6 separate regions of the Mus musculus genome follow, and all the other regions are linked to region 3. Evidence: chromatin contacts called from public HiChIP or PLAC-seq data. All regions are on one chromosome and are shown on one strand. The core of a region is the stretch at or near the end of the contact, and the rest is flanking DNA. Distances in the headings are between cores, read along the strand shown.

Region 1 (3,289 bases), core at 731-3,230, 260 kb before region 3:
CAAAAGTTAGCGTGATCTATGTAGTGGGTTCCAAGGCAGCCAGGGCTACATGGTGAGACCTTGTCTAGAAGGGAAGAAAAAAAAGGGGGGGGACCTCTTTCTTCCTTGTTTCTCTTCCAGCCAAAAAGAGTTCTGTTCCCCACACTGACACCAGGCAGCTCTCAACCACCTGTAACTCCAACTCCAGGGGAAGGGAGGCCTCTTCTGGCCCTAACCACAGGCATATATTAGTATACACATACATTAAATAAGAGCTGTAATTTTTAAATGAGCTATTCCCCTGCCTGACAAAATCTCTACCGAAACAACCTCATTCAGTTTGCCCCCCACTGTACCCCTTTTTCTCTGCCCATGCTGTGGTCACCTTCCAGATCCAGCTTGACCATGCCGACGTCATCCTCCAGCTCATTGGTGACCTCGCACTCGTAGCGCCCGTAGTCCTGAAGGGTGACATTTCGGAGGACCAGGGAGGCATCCCCAGGTCCGTCATTCTGCAGTTCGGCCCGCCCTCGGTAGGGACCGAAGGCTCGATGCTGGGGACCCAGAGCCACGAAGACATCGGCGAAAGCCAAAGGGTCTACCACTTTCGTCCACTTGAGGCGGACGCCGTCGTGACCGTGGGCGGCCGCCTCGTAGTGGTAACGGCAGGGTAAGACAATGGTACCACCGCGGTGGCTCACCACCTGCCCCGGCGCCGTCTGCACCACCACGGAACCGGACTCGCCCTCTGCGGGGCGACCAATCAGGGGTCAAAGGTGCGGTAGGGTCCCTCAGGGAGAGGATGTGGGTCTAGGATGGGAAAGGAGCTCAGAGATTGAATGTAGGGGACCATGGCAATCCGCCACCCCATCCCACTCCCATCGTTCACTCTAGGCCACCGCTGTGTGTGTGTGTGTGTGCGCGCGCGCGCGCGCGCACGCGTGTATTGGGGATTGCAGGGGATGACCAGAGCTTCCCACAAAACTCACCCAGCACGTGCACGACTTTCTTCCTGCCACGCTGCGCCCCTGCGAGCACGGGGACCAGCAGCAGGAGTCCCCAGGCCACGGCCCAGAGTGCGCGGTGACCGAGGGCTCCTGGAGCACACGCCTGCGGGTACAGGAGCTGCTTCCAGCTGTACTGCCCCAACAGCCCCTAGCTCTGCCAGCCCTCCCCAAAAGGGTCTCAGGCGCGAATCAACCGTGGAACTGACGGAGGGTCAGGAGATTTCCTTTCGTCTTCCCTAAGTCCCTGCCCCCGTTACGGGAGCGCACGGGAGGGGGAGCAGCAGCGCGGACCGGGGCCGCAAGGTTATCAGCGCGCCAGGAGACTGCAGCAAGCCCGGCAGCACGAGCGGGGGTTGGGGATAGAGGGACAGGATTGGAGAGGTGGGGGGCAACGGGCTACTGAGCCAGGCCAGGAGAGATAGAGGGAGCGAGACCCAGAGTTGAGACACAGAGACAGAGACAGAGACACAGGAACTCAGAGGAAGAGATTCAGAGATAGAGACTCAGAGACAGACACCCGGAGACAGCGGCAAAGACAGAGAGAGACCCAGAGACTCGGAGACAGAGACGCAAAGATGCACTCAGAGACACAGAGATGCAGAGACACAGAGATAGAGACGCAGAGATAGAAACTCATAAATAGAGACGCAGAGACAGTGACCCAGAGACTCAGAGACAGTGACCCAGAGACGCAAAAATAGAGGTGTAGGATCAGAGATGCAGAGACTCAGAGGTAGAGGAAGGAGATACTAGTGGGAGAGACACGGAAAAAGAATAAGTGAGCGCTCTTCTCCACCACCACCCCCAAACATGGGGGAGACATTGAAGAGGCAGAGAAAGGGAAAGTGCCAAAGAAAGAGAAAGAGGAGGCAAGAGGAAAAGAGAGGGCGGAGAGAGGCAGAGAGAAGAGAGACAGAGACAAATGTGAGATTCGAAAACCAGTGCAGCGTGGCACTCACCATCCTGGTCGTGGCCCTTGCTGAGCGGCCAGTGCGCTTCCCCAACTGCGCACGCGCACAGCGGTCTGGCCAGCTGGTCCTGCCGGTCGCGCAATCCGGGCGTCTGCCTGCAAGCAGAGGAGGGCGCTTTAAAGGTGCCGCGCGCGCGTGCGCACGCACAGCACGGGGTGGGGGTGGGACAACCCTCACCCCCCAGCACGGGGAATTGAGAGCACTGTAATAGTGACCCATCCCAACCTCTCACCCACGAGGACTAAGTTGACTAGTTTCACTGGACTGAGCTGGTACTCCACACCTGGGATGACAGGCGTGCTGCCGCATAGGAGTCCCATATAACCACCCAGTGAGCAGAAGGGTAAACTAAGATGGTCGGCCAAGCTCCTTAATCAAGTCTTCCAGCTCCTGCCAGCACAGGAAAGACTCAAGTCCACGAGCCTCCCTGCCACCCCAACACACTTTATTTTATGGTAGAGACACACAACTGTTACTCAAGTATTCTGGAGGGAGAAAGGAGAACCAGCAGTTTAAAGTTATCTTCTGCAGGTTCGAGGTCAGCCTAGGATGAGAAGGAAAAAAGGGAAGGGGTTTGGAGCTAGTCTCTAATCTCAGCAGAGGCAGGTAGACAGCAAGCTTGAGACGAGCCTGGCCTATCTCCAGGCCATGTGTTAGCTGGAGGCTGAGGCTGAAGCTCAGTTGGAGAAGGGATCGCTTAGCATGCCTGTGGTTCTGGGTTCCAGAGGGAGGCTAGTCATTTCAACACCAGAGAGGCTGCGGTGGGGTTAGGAATTTAAAGTCATCTTTGGGCCAGTTGTGGTGGTACATGCAGGTAAAACATGCTAAGAGGCAAGAGGCAGAGGTAGGACAATCATGCGTTTGAAGCCTCATTTGTTGCTTCTGTGACGGCACACGCCTTTAGTCTCAGCACTTGGGAGGCAGAGGCAGGCGGATCTCTGTAAGTTAGAGGCCAGCCTGTTCTACGTAGTAAGTTCCAGGACAGCCAGAGCTACTATGAGAGAACTTATCTCAAAATAACTAATTGAGGAAAGTAAAGTTACCTTGGGCTACAGTGGGAATTTAAGGCCTGCCTGGGATACATAGGACCTTATTTTCTACAGAGTTCCAGGACAACTAGAGTTACACAAAGACCTTGTTAAAGAGGAGGAGGAGGAGGAGGAGGAGGAGGAGGAGGTGGGGGAGGAGGTCAGGGAAAGCCAGGCATGGAGGTATAAGAGAGGCTAAGGCAGAAGGATAGCAAGTTTGAGGCTAGCCTGGGCTCCACAGCCAGATGCTATGGCTTTTCTAGGCTAGACTGGAGTAAGTCTTCTCTTCACCGGCAGCAGTACA
Region 2 (2,892 bases), core at 180-2,679, 460 kb before region 3:
ACAAATGGACCACTTCGGGGCTGAAGAGATGGTTCAGTGGGTAAGAGCACTGACTGCTCTTCCAGAGGTCCTGAGTTCAATTCCCAGCAACCACATAGTGGCTCATAGCCATCTGTAATGGGATTGGATGCCCTGTTCTGATGTGTCTGAAGACAGCTACAGTGTACTTGTATAAATAAAATAAATAACTCTAGGAAGGAAGGGAGGGAGGGAGGGAGGGAGGGAGGGAGAGAGAGAGAGAGGAGAGAGAGAGAGAGAGAGAGAGAGAGAGAGAGAGAGAGAGAGAGAGAGAGAGAGAGAGAGAGAGAGAGAGAGAGAGAGAGAGAGAGGAGAGAGAGAGAAAGGACCACTTAGCCCAGATAACTCTGTGTCTGAGTCTCCAGGGAGCTTACTTAAAAGGAAAAAATGAAAGCCTGGTATGGTGGCACCAGCACTGGGGAGAATGAGGAGACTTTGAAGCCAACCTGGGCTACAGAGTGGGACCATGTCTCAACGCACAGGCACACACACACACACAAGCACGCATTGCACACAGCGGTTCATCCTAGTCCCCACCATGTGAACAGGGAACAGGACCGGGAGAACGGAGCTCCCCAGCCTCCTATGAACGCTTGCACCTGTCATTCTCCTAAGTCCCCCAAATTTCAACTAAGGAGATTGGAGGAGAAGGAGGGTCCTGCGGGTGCGGGAGGTCAAGACCCGGGGTCTGAGGTCAGGGCCCCTCCAAGCTGTCTTGGGAAGCTGCGAAACCTAAGTTCCCATACAGAGGGAGGGTAGGGGGGTTGTCCAGTCAGAGACGCTAATGGAACTGGCGGAGATTGGGGGAAAGGGGTCCCCGAACCCAGGCCCTTCCGGTCGGACCACTCCTGCCTGGACTTGCCACCATCAGGAAAAGTTACTCACTGAGTAGTCACGCGCCTTGGAGCAGAGGCGCGGGGCGGAGAACCGCGATCGCGCGCGGCGGGGACCCTGCCAGGAGCCCCACGCCGGCTTCCCATTTGGCACCGGTTCCCACTCCCTCCAGGGCAGCTCGTGAGGGCAACTACGGGAGCCGCTGACCCGCAACTTCTAAGTGGCGGAGCCTCGCGATGCGGCGTCCCCAACACCCGGACCTCGGCTGAGGAACCCGGTGAAGACGCGCCCCGCGCCCCAGCCAGCACCTGAGCCGGCCCCCTAGCCGGCACCCCAGGATCCCAACCCCTCAGCCTGCACCCCGCAGCTCCTGGGCCCCGCCTCACAGTCCGCAACTTTGGAAACCGTCTGCGTTTCCTGCGCCCCCGACTCCCTGATTGTGCCTCGGAAGCTGGGGTCCCCCTGTCTGGCTCACCCCGCGTCGTCGTCGCTGCAGCCTCCGGCCCGCGCCCTCCGCGCGCCCCGCGCCGCCCGCGCCTTTGTCTGCGCCGCCTCCGGTCCCATCGCGGCCAGTCCCCGCGCCGCCCCGCCTCTGCCCAGCGCCCCCTGCTGGCCAGCTACGGAGGGCGGGGAAGAGGGAGGGGACCCCGAGAGGGAAGAAGAGGAGGGCGGACATGGAGGGGGGAGTTGGGCGGGGTGAAAGGGCAGAGGAAGGGGAGGGCACCAGGAGGTCAAGAGGAGGAACTTCTGAAGGGGGGACCCAGTGGGAGGCAACTGAAGGAAGTGGGGAGGGCGTGGCTTTTGAAGGAGGGGGAGGGGCCCATAAAGTCTGGGGCTGGGATCAGAGGGATTAAGGGCAGGGGCCTAGGATCAGGCAGAGTACTGGACAGAGGGGAGGGATCCAGGAGGGCAGCGGAGAGAGACAGAAGGTGACTGCGGACAAAGACAGCGGGGTGGGGAGAGGGGTGGAAGAGGAGGGTCTGTCTGGATCGGCCTTGGGGCAGAGCATTGGACTGATGGGCTGAAGGCTGAGAAGACAAAAGTGTGGGTGTTAGATGGGTGGTAGCGGGCCAGGGTGTGAAGACAGAGGCAGAAGTCCTGGAGTGTGATCTGGTGACCCAGAGATAGGGAGAAACACGGAAAATGGGTGGACAACGACCCTTCGCTTTCCTGCCTCCTACCAAGGGTGGCCCTGAGTCTTCATGTGGCTTCTTCGAAAAGAAAAAGTTCCTGGACCCTCAGCAACTGAAGCATGAAGACAGCTTGAGCCCAGCTCCCCAAAACGAAGGTGGGGGTGGGACTGCAAATCAGTGTGTAACGCCCTCGTCAAGCGTCTGTGGTGCCCTGGGCTCCATCCTAATTCCCACGAAAAGAACAAGCAGGCAAATCTCTGTGAATTCTAGGCTAGATTGGTCTATATAGTGAGTTCTAAGCCATCTAGGGCCACATAGTGAGACCCTGACTTTCAAAAATAAATTCTGGGAGTAACTAGGTTATTGTTACAGAGTCTTAGGATCCAAGTGTCCTCTTAGTGTTGTCTTCCAATGAAATGGACAAACTCCCTGCAGCTCTGTAGGCTGAGTCCTGCCTCTGTCCACAGCCACAGCAGCCCGCCGAGGATCCTTCAGGGGATCACCTATCTGCCAGTGGGTCCCTAGCCCTGTGGCAAATCCCTTGCTGCACTTTTCTAGAAATTTCTGCAAGGGTTTCCGTGTTCTGGGGACAAATGGCTGTGTCCGAATCAGAGTCTGTGGTTCTCAGCTTTGCATTTCTTATGTCAGATATATATTTTTTTCTCTTCTCAAGCCCTCTGGTGTCTGCTGGGATCTGAGCAGGTGGCTAACTTTCAGTGAAGATATTCTCAGGCCAGGCGAGTTTCTCTCCCTCGCCCTCCCAGGAATGTGCTCCTTTCCAAGGATGTTTGTCACTCCTTGACCTTCCAGGCTGTGTGGTTCTGTTCCCTGCCTCTGACAGCCCAAACTAGACTTCCCGGGGCTCCTGGCCTTCTGCTCATGGATGCTCTGATATATATATTATATG
Region 3 (3,317 bases), core at 585-3,084:
TCTTTGGAGTCTGCTTGGGAAACACCCCCTCCCTTATTGCTTCAGGGTCCCAGGGTCCTATGGCAAGTCCCCTCCTAAAGCTATTGTCAGAGCACCCACTCACCCAGAATGATGACAACCGTCTTGACTAGGCTGAGTGTGGTCTCTCGGTAGCGGGGATGGCAGCTGACGTGCTCCGCCATGCGTTCCACCCGTCTACGCACATAGAAGAAAATTCGTGTGTAGACAGCTACCATGAGTAGGAAGACAAGCAGGCTGGATAGGGCCCACGCAGCCAAGTAGGAGCGGCTGAACAGGGGCACCATGCGTGAGCAACTGTCCAAGTCACAGAGGCAGTGCCAGAAGTGTGCAGGTAGCAACCCCAGACCCAGTGCAGCCGCCCACACACCCACGATGAGTGTGACCACACGGCCCCGGGGCAGGCGGCTGTGTAGCTGTACCGCCATCACACTGCGGTGCCGTTCCACAGCGATGGCCAGCAGTGTGGCCACTGACGCCGTGAGGCTGGTGTCCAGCAGGCCCTGTCGCAGGAACCAGCCTTTGATGGAGAGCCTGGCAGTGCGTGGGCCAGTATGGAACATGAGGAAGAGGTAGGCCATGCCAGCGAAGAGGTCAGCCGCAGCCAAGTTGCCAAGCAGGTAGTATATGGGCTGGTGGAAGCGTCGGTTGGAGGCGATGGCTGCAATAACCAGCAGATTGGTCAGCAATACCAGCACACTGACTGTCAGCCCCAGGGCCACCACCACCACATCTTTGGGGCGCCAGTGAAGGCTGAGCTCCTTGCCGCTGTTATTATAGAAAAAGCCGATGGTCTCGTTGTAGTAGCACTGGCCCATGATGGCTGCCTGTGGATACAGAAGACAGATCAGTGCAGGTGGCCCCTGATGGAAGGGCACTTGAACAAAGCAGTGGCCAGAGACTAGAATCAAGATTGGGTGAGTGCAACCTACAGGATCAGAGGCCCTCTGTGCAAGAAGTCTGTGCTGAAGGCCAAAGTGACCTTTAAAAAGCAATTTCTATTTATTTACTCATAAAGCAGGGTCTCTCGATGCATCCCAACTGACCTAGAACTTGCTTTGAGACCACACTGGCCTCAAAATCAGAGATCCACTAGCCTCTGCTGAATGCTGGCATAACAATTTAAAACGGTTTTCTGATCGGCTTTTCTTTTCTTTTTTAAATCTTAAGAACCCAGAGCAAATGCATCCACATTGCAATTCAGTGCCACGTGCCACTAATCCGTGACTGGGTTGGACACCTGTGGTTTTCAATGGGCGTGGGTGGGTTGGCTGGGGCAGCACAAAGGCGGAGTGAGCTGCTGGGGTTAGCCTTAAGAAGATCAAACTTGTGCCAGGGTCCTTGCACAGTGCAGAGGCCAGGGGGTGTGTGCACACCAGAGCGAGGTCCGTGGTCAACACCCGGAGGGCAATGCCAAGGCACTGAGGGGACTTAGCGCGAGCAGAGTAGACAGAGACCGCCCAGAAGTTGAGTTACAGGCAGGATTCCGCGCAAGAGCTCTGAAAGCAGTCCATTCCTGGGTGGGACTGAGGGCCAAGAAGGCCTCCAGGACAAAAGAGGGTATTGCAGACAACCCTGGGCTAGGAGAAGGATTGTGGAGAAGAGGGGGCCCCGCCTCGCTTTCTTCGGTGGCCTGCACCCACCCTAAACCGGTTGGTGTTGGTCTTACCTGCACATCCAGTCAAGCGGCAGATGGGGCTGGCTCGCGGTGGGTTGAAGCAGGACTGAGACCCATGGCCGGGCAACCGAGCGGTTGCGCAGCAGCGTCCGGTGTTCCTGGAGCCCCCGGCTGAGGAGGCGGGAGAGGCGGGACCTCAAAGCCACGCCCCCACCTGCCTTAGCTCTTGGCCCTTGGGGGTGTCCCGCCCCCTGGAAAGTCCCACCCCCACGTCGGAAGTGTGATCTCCTGAAACTGTGGTCATTTCACCGCCTCCCCACAGCCCCCTTTTCCCACGTGGGGCACCCTTTCTACTCCCCCCCCCCCCCCCCCCCGCACATCTCACGTGCTTGCCCTTTCGCGCCTTTGGGGCTGAGTCACCTGGCAGTTGAAAAGATCCACAGCGGGGGGGGGGGGGGCTCTGCGGGCGCCCCCCCCCCCGTTTCTGTCCAATCCTTTACCGAGCTGCAAGCCCCGCCCCACTGTTCCGTGGTCAATCTCCCGGCTGGACCCTCGCCCCACTGCTGCCGCACTACCTTGCTTCCCGAAGTCTCGCCCCAGCCTGCCGCTGGCTCGAGCCTGCAGCAGCCTCCTCCCCTGACCTCCCCCGGTTCGCAGCACACAGCCCCATTGTCCCGATTATCTGCACCGAGTTGTATTTGATTGTGTAGAACCGGATCAGGGACACTGAGCTGAGTGACTCATCTTGGGCTCCAGGCCCTACACTAATTGCCAGTAGGTTTCCCAGGGTGTGTTTAGAAGCCTTGGTTCCATCATCTGGCCCTTAATAAAGGGTTAAAGACGCTGCTCTTACTGGTGACTTATTGTCAGCATTCCAGCACAAAGACAAATGTGCAAGAACAGACAAGATTTATCTTATTTTATTTTGTTTTTCTGAAACAGGGTTTCTCTGTGTAGCCCTGGCTGTCCTGGAACTTTCTCTGTACACCTGGCTGGCATAAAACTCAGAGATCCTCCTGCCTCTATCTCCTGAGTGCTAGGATCAAGTAGAGGTGTGTGGCACTACCGCCCAGCGGATTTTTTTTTTTAAATTAAAATTTTCTTTTATTTGTGCATGTGCACAGGTCAGACAATTTGTAGGGATGGGCTCTCTCCTTCCACTAAGTGGCTCTGGGAGGTCCAACAAATGTGAGGCTTTACAGCAAGCACCACTGCGGTCAGCCCTCCTGCCGGCAGCAGGATATGGTTTTATTTGGAGGTTGTAAGAACACAGATTTAGCCAGCACTTGGGAGGCAGAGGATTTGTGGCTCACAAAGGGAGCTCCAGACCAGCCAGAGCTACACAGTGAGACTTAGCTTAAAACAAACAAACAAACAAACAAATTAAAAGGAGACAGGGCTGGGCTGCAGCCACCTGCTAACTTGGGAGTCTGTTACTGCTGCAAGTGTAGTAGGGCCAGGAGCCATTATGACTGAAATAGTCAAGACACCCGTCTCAGAGGTCAGAGACTCGGGTAGTCCCCAAGGATCTACTGATCTGTATTGACCATTGAGTCTTGACCCCGAAACACCTGCACCTGTGTTGCCTAGCTGTTTAAATCTCCTCTGGCAGGGAGATGATGGGACACTTCAACCAAGTGTCTTGGGACTCCCACAGGTAGGTAATCTTCATTACCGGAAC
Region 4 (2,963 bases), core at 295-2,794, 490 kb after region 3:
TGATTTTATGGGCACAAGTGACAGACAACTGAAATGACTGAAGAGGTTTTACACTCTCCCCATTCTCCTATGCTTCTTTTTATCTATTATTCAGTTTTGTTCTTCTTTCCCTTTCTGTGTGTGTGTGTGTGTGTGTGTGTGTGTGTGTGTGTTGGCTACTCACAGGCTTTCTTCAAAAACCACAGTGATCTTCCTGCCTCTGTGTCCTAAGTGCTGGGATCAAAAGAATGTAAAACCACACTCACCGTGAAAAATAATTTTTATGGTACAAGGTCCTCCTCCTCCCCCTCCCCTTTCCTGTACCTCTCTCCTTTCCCCCCTTCCCTCTTTTCTTCTTCCTACTCCTCCTCTTGTCCTCTTCCTCCTCTTCTTCCTCTGCCTCCACTTCCTCCTCCTTCTTCAGAAATAGAATTTCACTTGTATTTCATGTATATGGGAGTTTTGCCTGTTTATGTGACTTTGCCTCATTCCTGCTTGGTGAATTTATGGCTGCCTAGGAGGTGAACAGATTTTTTCAGATTCCCTGAAGCTGGAGTTAGGGATAGATGTGAGCTGCTGAGTGTGCTGGGAAGGAAACCTGGGTGCCCTCAGAAAATCGGCAGTGTTCTCAACTGCTCGTGTATTTTCCATCCCTAGGTTTCTAATCTTTATAATATTTGCTGTCCAAGACAGCCTAGGTCATTAGAGGGGTTAGACGCCCACTGTTCATTAACAGTTCAATTCATCTGCAAGTCAGAGAATCTGCCTGAGGCAGGAATGCGCTCCCTAGTTGGCCACTTAATGCAATGTAATCACTCCTGAAACCATATACACACAATAAACAACAAACAAACAAACAAATGAACACAACAACAACAACAGACTCAGCAGGTTGTATGTGTGTGTGTGTGTGTGTGTGTGTGTGTGTGTGTGTGTGTGTGTGTGTGTGTGTGTGTTGTATTGTGGCTCTTTTCAGTTAATTGCATGAAGGAATTACACTAGTCCAAGTTAAAAGCGGACCCCAAATGATTACATTATACAAGCTGTGAGGTTTTTAAACTTGTGACAAGGGACAGAAGGGAAATTCTACTCATTGCAAGGAAATCCTCACTTAAGCCACGAGCACTTAAAACCCATGACCCTTCAGTTGATCTTCCTCAGCCAGTCCAATCTCTATCAGGAGCTGGCATATGCTCTTGCGCTGGTCACCCTGTGGCTGAATTACTTCTCCATTTTCTTCTGGATGCTCAATTACAGTACCATTGCAAGCAAATTTCTTCTTAAACGCCTTCACTAGTTTCTTTTTATCGTACTCATCAGTGATCAGTTGTAAGGGTCTTCCTGTCGTTTCTCTTTTGAATTCTTATATGGATATAATCCTCAGAGCCAGCAGGAAGCAGGTCATCACCCTTACTTGCATCAGCAAAGGGGTCGAAAGAGTGGAGGTTCTGGATAGCGGACATACGAAAAGATTCCTTTTCCTCGGCGGAAATGGCCTGCGGAAGGCGGCTGCGGGAGAAGGCGGGCGTGGGGGACGTAGCTTCGGGAAGCAAGAGGGCTCGAGGGGGAGGCAGCTGAGTCCTCCGGCGGCGGCTCAGTGACTGGGGCCGGTTGTAGTCATATATTAAGAGCTTACTTACTCATGCATGACAAGGAAGAATTTGGGAAGGGAAGGAGGGAGGACAAGGAAGGGTGTATGAGATGCAATATATTTCAATGAACAAGTACAAAAGTAAACTTTAAATTAAAAGAAGAGGGGCTGGAGAGTTGGCTCAGCAGATAAGAGCACTGAGTGCTGTCCAGAGGACCCAGGTTCCATTTCCTTAACCCAGGTAGCTAACAATGTGCTGTGACTCCAATGGTTGGTATCTTCCGCCCTCTTCTGGGTGCTGTCGGTACTGCGTACAGACACAACTAGGCAGATATCCATATAACCATAAAAATGAAGGATAGAACAAGAAGTGTATACTTGGGATTAAACTTGGATCCTCTAGAAGAGCAGCCACCTCTCTAAACTGTTGAGCCATCTCTCCGGTGCCTTGACGTGCTATTTCAATGCTGCTGATACCAATTAACATCTAAAATCTCTTACCATTCATTTACGAAGAAAAATACTCAACACACTGTTTGGTGTTGTCACAGTCCTGAGACAGACAGCCTCCAGGCTTAGTCAAAATGAACTCTTTCTGGTCCTGCACGGAGGCATCCATGACCTTCCTCTGAGCCAACCTGCCCAGAAGGAAAAGCAACCTTGTTCTGAGTATAAAATAGCTCAGTATAGCTGTTCATCTAAGTACAACATCTACTGTGCTAATAGGTGACTTACCCTTGATGTTTGCTCTATATATGTGGTATCTCTTGTTTGTATGTGTGGGGATTGTCACATTGATATATCTATCTTTTTGTTTGCAGTGTCACTGATGAGAAATTTGTCTGACTCCATTTTGAAGGTAGGGGCCATTATGCTGTATTATGAAAAATTAAGTTGATATTTACTATAAGAGCTGATTTGCTGTGTTTAAGCCTTTGTCCTAGAGCCTGTCTTGCCCCGACCCATGAACTTTACATATTTTGGAGAACACCCTGACTATATCTGACCCTATATAACTGCATATTGGCCACATGATGTTATTTTGTTGTTGTTGCTGTTTTTGTTTGTTTTGTTGGGATGTTGTTGTTGTTGTTTTATATTTCCTTTTTCTCTCATTGTCTATTTTCTGTAAACCTGCTTGGGAAATACTTGTGATTTTACTCTTAAAATGGGGCACTAAAAGTGGATTCAGGGTTGATCTCTTTAACTAGAATTAGGAGGCAGGCCGGGCGTGGTGGCGCACGCCTTTAATCCCAGCACTCGGGAGGCAGAGGCAGGTGGATTTCTGAGTTTGAGGCCAGCCTGGTCTACAGAGTGAGCTCCAGGACAGTCAGGGCTATACAGAGAAACCCTGTCTCGAAAAAAACAAAAAACAAACAAACAAACAAACAAA
Region 5 (3,299 bases), core at 591-3,090, 410 kb before region 3:
AAAGGGCTGAGGGACAGGAGAGGTGGCTCAGTGTTTAAAGAGTGTTTGCTGCTCTCGCAGAGAGCCTCAGTTCAGAACCCAGCATCCACACTGAGCAACCAACAAGTAAAATCTTAAAAGGGGAATAGAGGCTGAGCTGGTTTCAGTAAGGGGCCTAACAAGATGGCCTGAGTTCAAAACTGGCCAAGTTCTGACTTCCACCCATGTGCTGTGGCAAACATGTGCCCAAAAGTACCCAAAACTAAGCAGGAAAAAAAGCTGGGCATGAGGACATATGTGCCTGTAATCTCTGATGAAGACAAGGAAGAAAGATCACTGGAGCTTGGTGATCAGCCAGACTAGCCAATCAGTAACCAGACATCAATTTCTGGCCTACACACACACACACACACACACACACACACACACACTCACTCTTTCTCCTCCCTCTCTCACAAACACACACATACACACACAGAGGTATCTGGTGGTACAAGCATGTAATCTCAGCTATTTAAGAGGCTGAGCAACAGGTTTGCAGGTTTAAAACCTGTGTGAGCTACCTAGTTTATTCCAGACCAGCCTAGGCTACATAGCAAGACCCAGTTTTGTGTGTGCATGAGGGTTTTGTTTTGTTGTTGTTTGGATTTTTTGCAACTACAACAGAGTAGCCCACTTTGGCATGAGCACTAAACCTCTGATCCTCCTGCTTTTGCCTTCCAAGAACTAGGATTGCCAGTGTGCACTGCCAGGTTCTGCAGACCCAATCTTTTTAGTTTTATTTACTTTTTTTTTTTTTTTTTTTTTGGTAGCATGGTTGAGTAGGAGAGATTCCAAATGATCTCCTTACACACCTCTGGTTGGCCTCAAACTTTGTGTGTGCACACACACACATACATACACACTAAGGTTGGCATTGAAAGGAAAATCCACCCTGTCTCTGCCTCCTGGGAACTGGGATTATAGGGGTGAGCCATCATAATCAGTTTGAGACCCTGCCTTAAAAAAAAAAAAAAAAAAAAAGAAAAAGAAAAAGAAAGAAAGAAAAAAGGAATGAAAGAAAAAAATGTTCACACACGGGAGAAAAGCAGACTTGAAGAAGTGAACCACTAGGTCAGGCATCCTAATGTTGAGCCTGACCAACAGGGCATTCATTGTGAGGGCACTTTCTGAATGTTAAAAAAAAATAAGGCAGCATACATATCAGTGACAGCCTTCCTTATGACACTTCCAACTTCAAGAGGTAAACCTCCCTTCTGGTCATTTCTATAACCATCACCCCGTTTCCCCACACCCTGGGAAAGCGATAGGACGCCCCTTGTTCTCTGTCATTTAAGAGCAGGGACTCCTCCGGGTCAGCTGATCCTGAAATTTAATCAAGGTACCTAATCTGTCTGCACCTCCGTTTCCCCGTCTATGGTACTGGCAGACTCGGAGGCTGCAGTGGTTCCCGGCAGCTGGAGGCCCGAAGCCCGCTCGCCGTTACGCCCAACTCGCCCGGCCGACTGAGGGCTCAAGCGTAATGAATGGACCCGCCAGACAGGCTGGAGGAGCGCGCTCGCCCTAGAGACACCCAGAGTCCTTCCCACCCCGGGCCAGCCCTCCCAGGTCTCCAGGGCCCGGGCCTCACCCGGAGCCTGCCGCGTGCGGTGCCGCCCCCGCCGCTGCCGCCGCCGCCTCGGGCCCCTTATCCACCGCCTGGCGAGGCGGGGAGATGCAAATGAGCCAACGGTTTCCGCAGCGCCGCGTCGCGCAGGCGCAAGCCTCTGCCTTGCCTTGGTGCGCAGGCGCTGGCTGCCACCGCCTAGGTCCTCATGCGCAAGCGTCGAGGGCAGCCATCTTCGCTCTTTCGCGCAGGCGCGCTGCTCACTTCTCAGGGCCGAGTCTACCTAGGTGAAAACTATCTCTTTTGAGGGGAAGCGACACCTAGGAGTAGCATTGAGAGTACTGCAAGAGTCTCAGGCCCACGCGTATTCTGTGGCTCCCTTCGCTTTACCTGTGCTCGCGGTCGCCCTCGTTGCCCCGGAAAGGAGCCTCTCGGCTGAAGGAGGGACGCCGAGGCGAGGCGGCGCCTCTGCGCTTGCGCTTATATGGTGGCTCGAAGGAGCCAAAGGCAAAGTCTCGGGTGACAGCTGCGAGCCCCACCCTTTCCCCACGTGGCTGCGTAGACCCGGTGAGGAGCACCGGCCGCCTGTGCTTGTGGCTGGCGCAGTGGGGAGTGGGCGCCGCGGGGTCGGGGTGGTGGTGTTTGCACGACTCTCGCGGACTTGGTTTGGGGGAAGGAGAGAATCGTCCCAGAGATACTTGGGAAGCAAATGCTTCGCCTTTCTTGTGCAGGTTCTTTCATTCATTTTATTCATTCGCGCTGCGCCTGTGTGCACCTGAGCACCTGCTACAGGGTCGGCCGCATTCTAGGCAGTGGAGCCAGGAGTACAAGAGGTTCAAGACAGTGTGACTCTGGTTCAGGGGACGCTGGTGTTGCTGTTCATGTAGTAGTGATGGAGCGGGCGTGGTTGCTGCACCTGTCATGACTGCTTTAGGGAGACAGAAGGATTGATGAGTTCTAGACCGGCTTTGGCTATGTAGCCAGCCCATATTTCAGAATAAAAACAGCCAAAAGAAAGAACAGGCGTTGTGGTGCACTCAAGAAGCAGAGGCAGAAGGATTGCTGCGAGTTTGATACCAGTCTGGGCTACAAGACCAGACACTGCCTCAAAAACAACTGATGAGCCAGGGGGTTGTTTGGAGACTGGAAATCAGGAGTTCAAGGTCAGTCAGGTCTACATGAATCCCTAACATAAAAAACAAAAACGGGATTATTTCATGTGACAGTAAGGCTGCTTGACCTAGACAGGTTTTGTTTACTTGAGGGGCAAGACGGGGGAGGGGGTCAGGAGGGTCTCACTGTGTAGATCAGGCTGGCCAGAAACTCACAGAGGTCTACCATTTCTGCCTCCGTTGTTCTGGTATCAGTGTTTCTTGTTTTGTTGTTGTTTTTCAAGCCAGGATTTCTCCGTGTCGTCCTGGCTGTCCAGGAACTTGCACTGTAGACTGTGCTGGCCTCCAGTTCAGAGGTTAGCCTGCCTCTGCTTCATTTGTGCTTTAATAACTATTATTATTAATAAATTATTTGTTATCAATATTATTTAACATCATCATGACTATTGTGTGTTTACATGTATGCACAAGTTGTGAACTACCAGATGTGAGTGCTGAAACTGAACTCAAGTTGTGATGATGGAGCGGCACACCTTCACCTGCTGACTGAACACTTTTTTCCCAGCACCTCAGCTTTTACACTCGTTCCTTCCACACAGGGT
Region 6 (2,923 bases), core at 36-2,535, 330 kb before region 3:
CAGGAGCTGATGCAGAGGCTATGGAGGGATGTTTTTTACTGGCTTACTTCCCCTGACTTGCTCAGCTTGCTTTCGTATAGAACCCAAGACTATCAGCCAGGGATGGCACCATCCACAATGAATCCTCTCCCCTTGATCACTAATTGAGAAAATGCCCCACAGTTGGATCTCATGGAGACACTTCCCCAACTGAAGCTCCTTTCTCTGTGATAGCTCCAGTCTGTGTCAAGTTGACACACAAAACCAGCCAGTATCCAGATATAGTGCCATCACAATCAACCATCACCAAAACTTCAAATACAGCCTCAAGTAGGAACACACCTGTGATCCGACATTTTGGAAACGGAGGCAGGAGGACTGATGAAAGTTCAAGGCTATTTTGGACTACACACAAAGACCCTGTCTCAACCTCTCAACCCCCCTCTACCTAAAACAAAGAAAACCACAAACACAGCCACCCACGGGTACACATCTGTGATCTTGGCACTTGGGAGACCAAAGATCCACTACCATGAGTTCTAGCTTAGCCTGAGCTACAGAGCTCCTCCCAACCCCAAGGTCTCATGATACAGCCTCACTTAGGGCTCACTATGTAGAACAGGTTAGCCTGAAAAGATCTGCCTGACTGGGATTAAAGGCATGAAGCACCAGGTATGGCTACATAGACTTCTAGGCCAACCTGGACTGTAGAGTGAAACCCTCTCTAAAATTGCCAACTGAAACTTCCAACAGTGGAGTGTGGTCACACCCTTGAGATCCTGGACCTTGGAAGGCTGAGAGTGGAGAGCTGCTTTGAGTTTGAACTACGAATGCCGGAACTACATAGTGAATTTTGGACTAACCTAGACTACAGAGCAAGACCTGTCTTAAACCCCCTCTTCTCAAGAGAAAGAAGAAACCTCCAACAATTTAATGGTCACATGCTTGTGATCTCAGCACTCAGGAGTCTGAGGCAGGAGAACTGCTGTGAGTTTGAGGCTAGATGAGCTACATAGTAACTTCCAGACTAGGCTAGTTGAAACCCTACTCAGCAAACACTCCTGAAAGCAAGGCCCCCTAACCCAAAGACAGCGCGCGCATACACACGCATACACACACACACACACACACACACACACACACACACACACACACACACACACACACACACACACACACTCACGGCTCTCTGCATCCCACCCGCCCCGAGACCCGCGCACACCTCAGGAGTCCCGGGAGTCTGGTCCCTGCTGGCCACACCTGCTGCGCACTGTGAGGGTCCAGGCGCCTATGCTTCTGCTGCACTGAGCATAGCTCTGGCCCAGTGGCAGATGCCTTCCCGCGCAGCCCCGCCCTCAAGAGCTGATTGGGTGGAAGTAGGTTATTTGCATAGGGGCGGATACTTGGCTGTGTTCTGGCTCCTAGACGTTTCAAACTAGGTCCGTCCGAGAGAAGATGCTAGGATCCAAAGAGAAGCCTGACTGAGAAGTGCACGCCAAGGAGGCTAAGGCAGGAGTACTGCAGCTAGTTGCAGGCCAGCATGGGATACAGAGCGAGACCCTATCAAAACCAAAACAAAACAGAACAACCAGAGCATAGTGGCATACAACTTTAATCCCAGCCCTTGGAGAAGTACAGGCTGGTGATTGTTGAGGCTAGCCTGGTCTACAGAGCAAGTTCCAGGACAGCCAGGGCCACACTGAGAAACTGTGTCTGGAAACAAACAAAAAACAAACAAACAAACAAACAAACCAAAACCATCACTACCACCACCAACAACAAAAAAAAAAAAAAAAGGAAAGAGAAAGAAAAAAGAGAAAAAGAAAACAGGGTCGTGGAGCCAGACAAAAAAAAGGAAAGAGAAAGAAAAAAGAGAAAAAGAAAACAGGGTCGTGGAGCCAGACGAAATGGTTCAGTGGGTAAAGGGGTTTCCTGCTAAGCATGGTAACAGGAGTTCTATCTCCGGTATGAAAACGTGGAGTGAGAGAACCCACACCAGTAAGTTGTCCTCTGTCCTCCTGCTATGGCACAGACGACGCCTCCCCCCCACAATCATATACAAATATATATTATCTTAAAAATTAAAAAACACTGGGCAAGGCTGTACAAACAGCTAGGCTCCTCCTTAAGGAGTCAGGGCTCCTGGACCTCACTGTGATGACCCTGACCTTACCTTGGACTGGCTAGTCAGGACCATACACCTTAATAGGAGTGAAGTACAGTTAGCAGCTGGTTTGGTGACACAGCCTGTCCTCCCAGTTGCTCCAGTCGGCTGGAGTGTGCTAAGTTTCTGGCCAGTATGAGGTACACAGAGCTCAAGTGCATCCTGGGTAATTTTGAGACTACTGTCTCTAGATAAGAAATAAGTTGGGCCTGGTGGCTGAGTCTGTAATCCCAGGTACTCAGGAGGCTGAGACAATCACATGAAGATGCTAAGTCTAACTAAGGCCAGCCTGGGCAACATAGTAAAACCCTGGCTCAAAATAAATATAAAAACAGACAAACAATAGCCAGGCGCGGTGGCGCACGTCTTTAATCCCAGCACTCCGGAGGCAGAGGCAGGCAGATTTCTGAGTTCGAGGCCAGCCTGGTCTACAGAGTTCCAGGACAGCCAGGGCTATACAGAGAAACGCTGTCTCGAAAAACAAAACAAAACAAAACAAGAGACCCTGTCCAATAAGGAAATAAAGGATTCTTTAGAATTCTGATCCTGCTGGCAAATGGGACCAAGCCAGTGCCACGCTGGACCACTCCTGAATAATTAGAGCCATTATATGGGGGGGGGGGTCACCAGTACGGACTTACCAGCTGTGCCTTTGCCAGTGTCCTCATATACCTTCCAGTACCATGCCCCTGTCCCATGCCCCTGTCTCAGCTCGCCTCTGGCTTTGCAGAGGGAAAGTCACTGTGGGGCCTTCTAGGACTCCCATCCACCCTCGGCCTG

Evidence for each region. HiChIP or PLAC-seq counts read pairs in DNA pulled down with a chosen protein or histone mark.
Region 1: a contact with region 3 is called in an H3K4me3 HiChIP or PLAC-seq map of bone marrow-derived macrophages, with 4 times the contacts expected there. The contact joins the promoter of Hapln4 here to the promoter of Lpar2 in region 3. A contact is called at or near these places in 19 of 39 promoter capture datasets (the 3T3-L1 cell line, the C10 cell line, the HPC-7 cell line and 10 more), 3 of 115 datasets of contacts at active chromatin or transcription factors (bone marrow-derived macrophages and embryonic stem cells) and 3 of 9 other capture datasets (adipose tissue, liver and pancreatic islet).
Region 2: an H3K27ac HiChIP or PLAC-seq map of trophoblast stem cells shows a contact between it and region 3, with 5 times the contacts expected there. The contact joins the promoter of Homer3 here to the promoter of Lpar2 in region 3. A contact is called at or near these places in 3 of 39 promoter capture datasets (cranial neural crest, neutrophils and pre-B cells), 3 of 484 Hi-C or Micro-C datasets (all in embryonic stem cells), 3 of 115 datasets of contacts at active chromatin or transcription factors (bone marrow-derived macrophages, large pre-B cells and trophoblast stem cells) and 2 of 9 other capture datasets (adipose tissue and liver).
Region 4: an H3K27ac HiChIP or PLAC-seq map of trophoblast stem cells shows a contact between it and region 3, with 6 times the contacts expected there. The contact joins the enhancer-like site here to the promoter of Lpar2 in region 3. A contact is called at or near these places in 18 of 39 promoter capture datasets (the 3T3-L1 cell line, the C10 cell line, the HPC-7 cell line and 10 more) and 5 of 115 datasets of contacts at active chromatin or transcription factors (astrocytes, embryonic midbrain, extraembryonic endoderm stem cells and 2 more).
Region 5: a contact with region 3 is called in an H3K27ac HiChIP or PLAC-seq map of trophoblast stem cells, with 11 read pairs. The contact joins the promoter of Armc6 here to the promoter of Lpar2 in region 3. A contact is called at or near these places in 8 of 39 promoter capture datasets (the 3T3-L1 cell line, the C10 cell line, cranial neural crest and 5 more), 2 of 484 Hi-C or Micro-C datasets (B cells and embryonic stem cells), 4 of 115 datasets of contacts at active chromatin or transcription factors (bone marrow-derived macrophages, embryonic stem cells, extraembryonic endoderm stem cells and 1 more) and 3 of 9 other capture datasets (adipose tissue, liver and pancreatic islet).
Region 6: an H3K27ac HiChIP or PLAC-seq map of extraembryonic endoderm stem cells shows a contact between it and region 3, with 4 times the contacts expected there. The contact joins the promoter of Mef2b here to the promoter of Lpar2 in region 3. A contact is called at or near these places in 3 of 39 promoter capture datasets (3T3-L1-derived adipocytes, embryonic stem cells and liver), 5 of 115 datasets of contacts at active chromatin or transcription factors (bone marrow-derived macrophages, effector CD8 T cells, extraembryonic endoderm stem cells and 2 more) and 3 of 9 other capture datasets (adipose tissue, embryonic stem cells and liver).

Annotation. Positions count from the first base shown.
Region 1 is chr8:70,082,220-70,085,508 of GRCm38.p6, reverse strand. Hapln4 (hyaluronan and proteoglycan link protein 4) reads right to left here and starts at 1,980. Exons shown (of 5, transcript NM_177900.4): 1 at 1,946-1,980; 2 at 969-1,089; 3 at 365-727. The coding sequence starts at 1,948.
Region 2 is chr8:70,281,536-70,284,427 of GRCm38.p6, reverse strand. Homer3 (homer scaffolding protein 3) reads right to left here and starts at 1,429. Exons shown (of 10, transcript NM_001146153.1): 1 at 1,328-1,429.
Region 3 is chr8:69,821,082-69,824,398 of GRCm38.p6, reverse strand. Lpar2 (lysophosphatidic acid receptor 2) reads right to left here and starts at 1,834. Exons shown (of 3, transcript NM_020028.3): 1 at 1,688-1,834; 2 at 104-845. The coding sequence starts at 836. It overlaps Gmip (Gem-interacting protein), which reads right to left. Exons shown (of 21, transcript NM_198101.1): 21 at 2,529-3,317.
Region 4 is chr8:69,327,697-69,330,659 of GRCm38.p6, reverse strand. It overlaps the pseudogene Gm7688. Among named protein-coding and RNA genes, the nearest start is that of D130040H23Rik, 58 kb to the right of the region's middle. Within about 2 kb of position 1,544, at least 30 of the 459 cell types and tissues checked have an H3K27ac peak or open chromatin away from gene starts, as enhancers often do. A contact at or near this core is called in liver and trophoblast stem cells, where this site is marked.
Region 5 is chr8:70,232,963-70,236,261 of GRCm38.p6, reverse strand. It overlaps Armc6 (armadillo repeat containing 6), which reads left to right and starts at 1,840. Exons shown (of 8, transcript NM_133972.2): 1 at 1,840-2,152. It overlaps Sugp2 (SURP and G patch domain containing 2), which reads right to left and starts at 2,057. Exons shown (of 11, transcript NM_172755.4): 1 at 1,610-2,057.
Region 6 is chr8:70,151,123-70,154,045 of GRCm38.p6, reverse strand. It overlaps Mef2b (myocyte enhancer factor 2B), which reads right to left and starts at 1,285. Exons shown (of 9, transcript NM_001045484.2): 1 at 1,202-1,285. The region is part of intron 1 of Gm45929 (predicted gene, 45929); the gene reads right to left.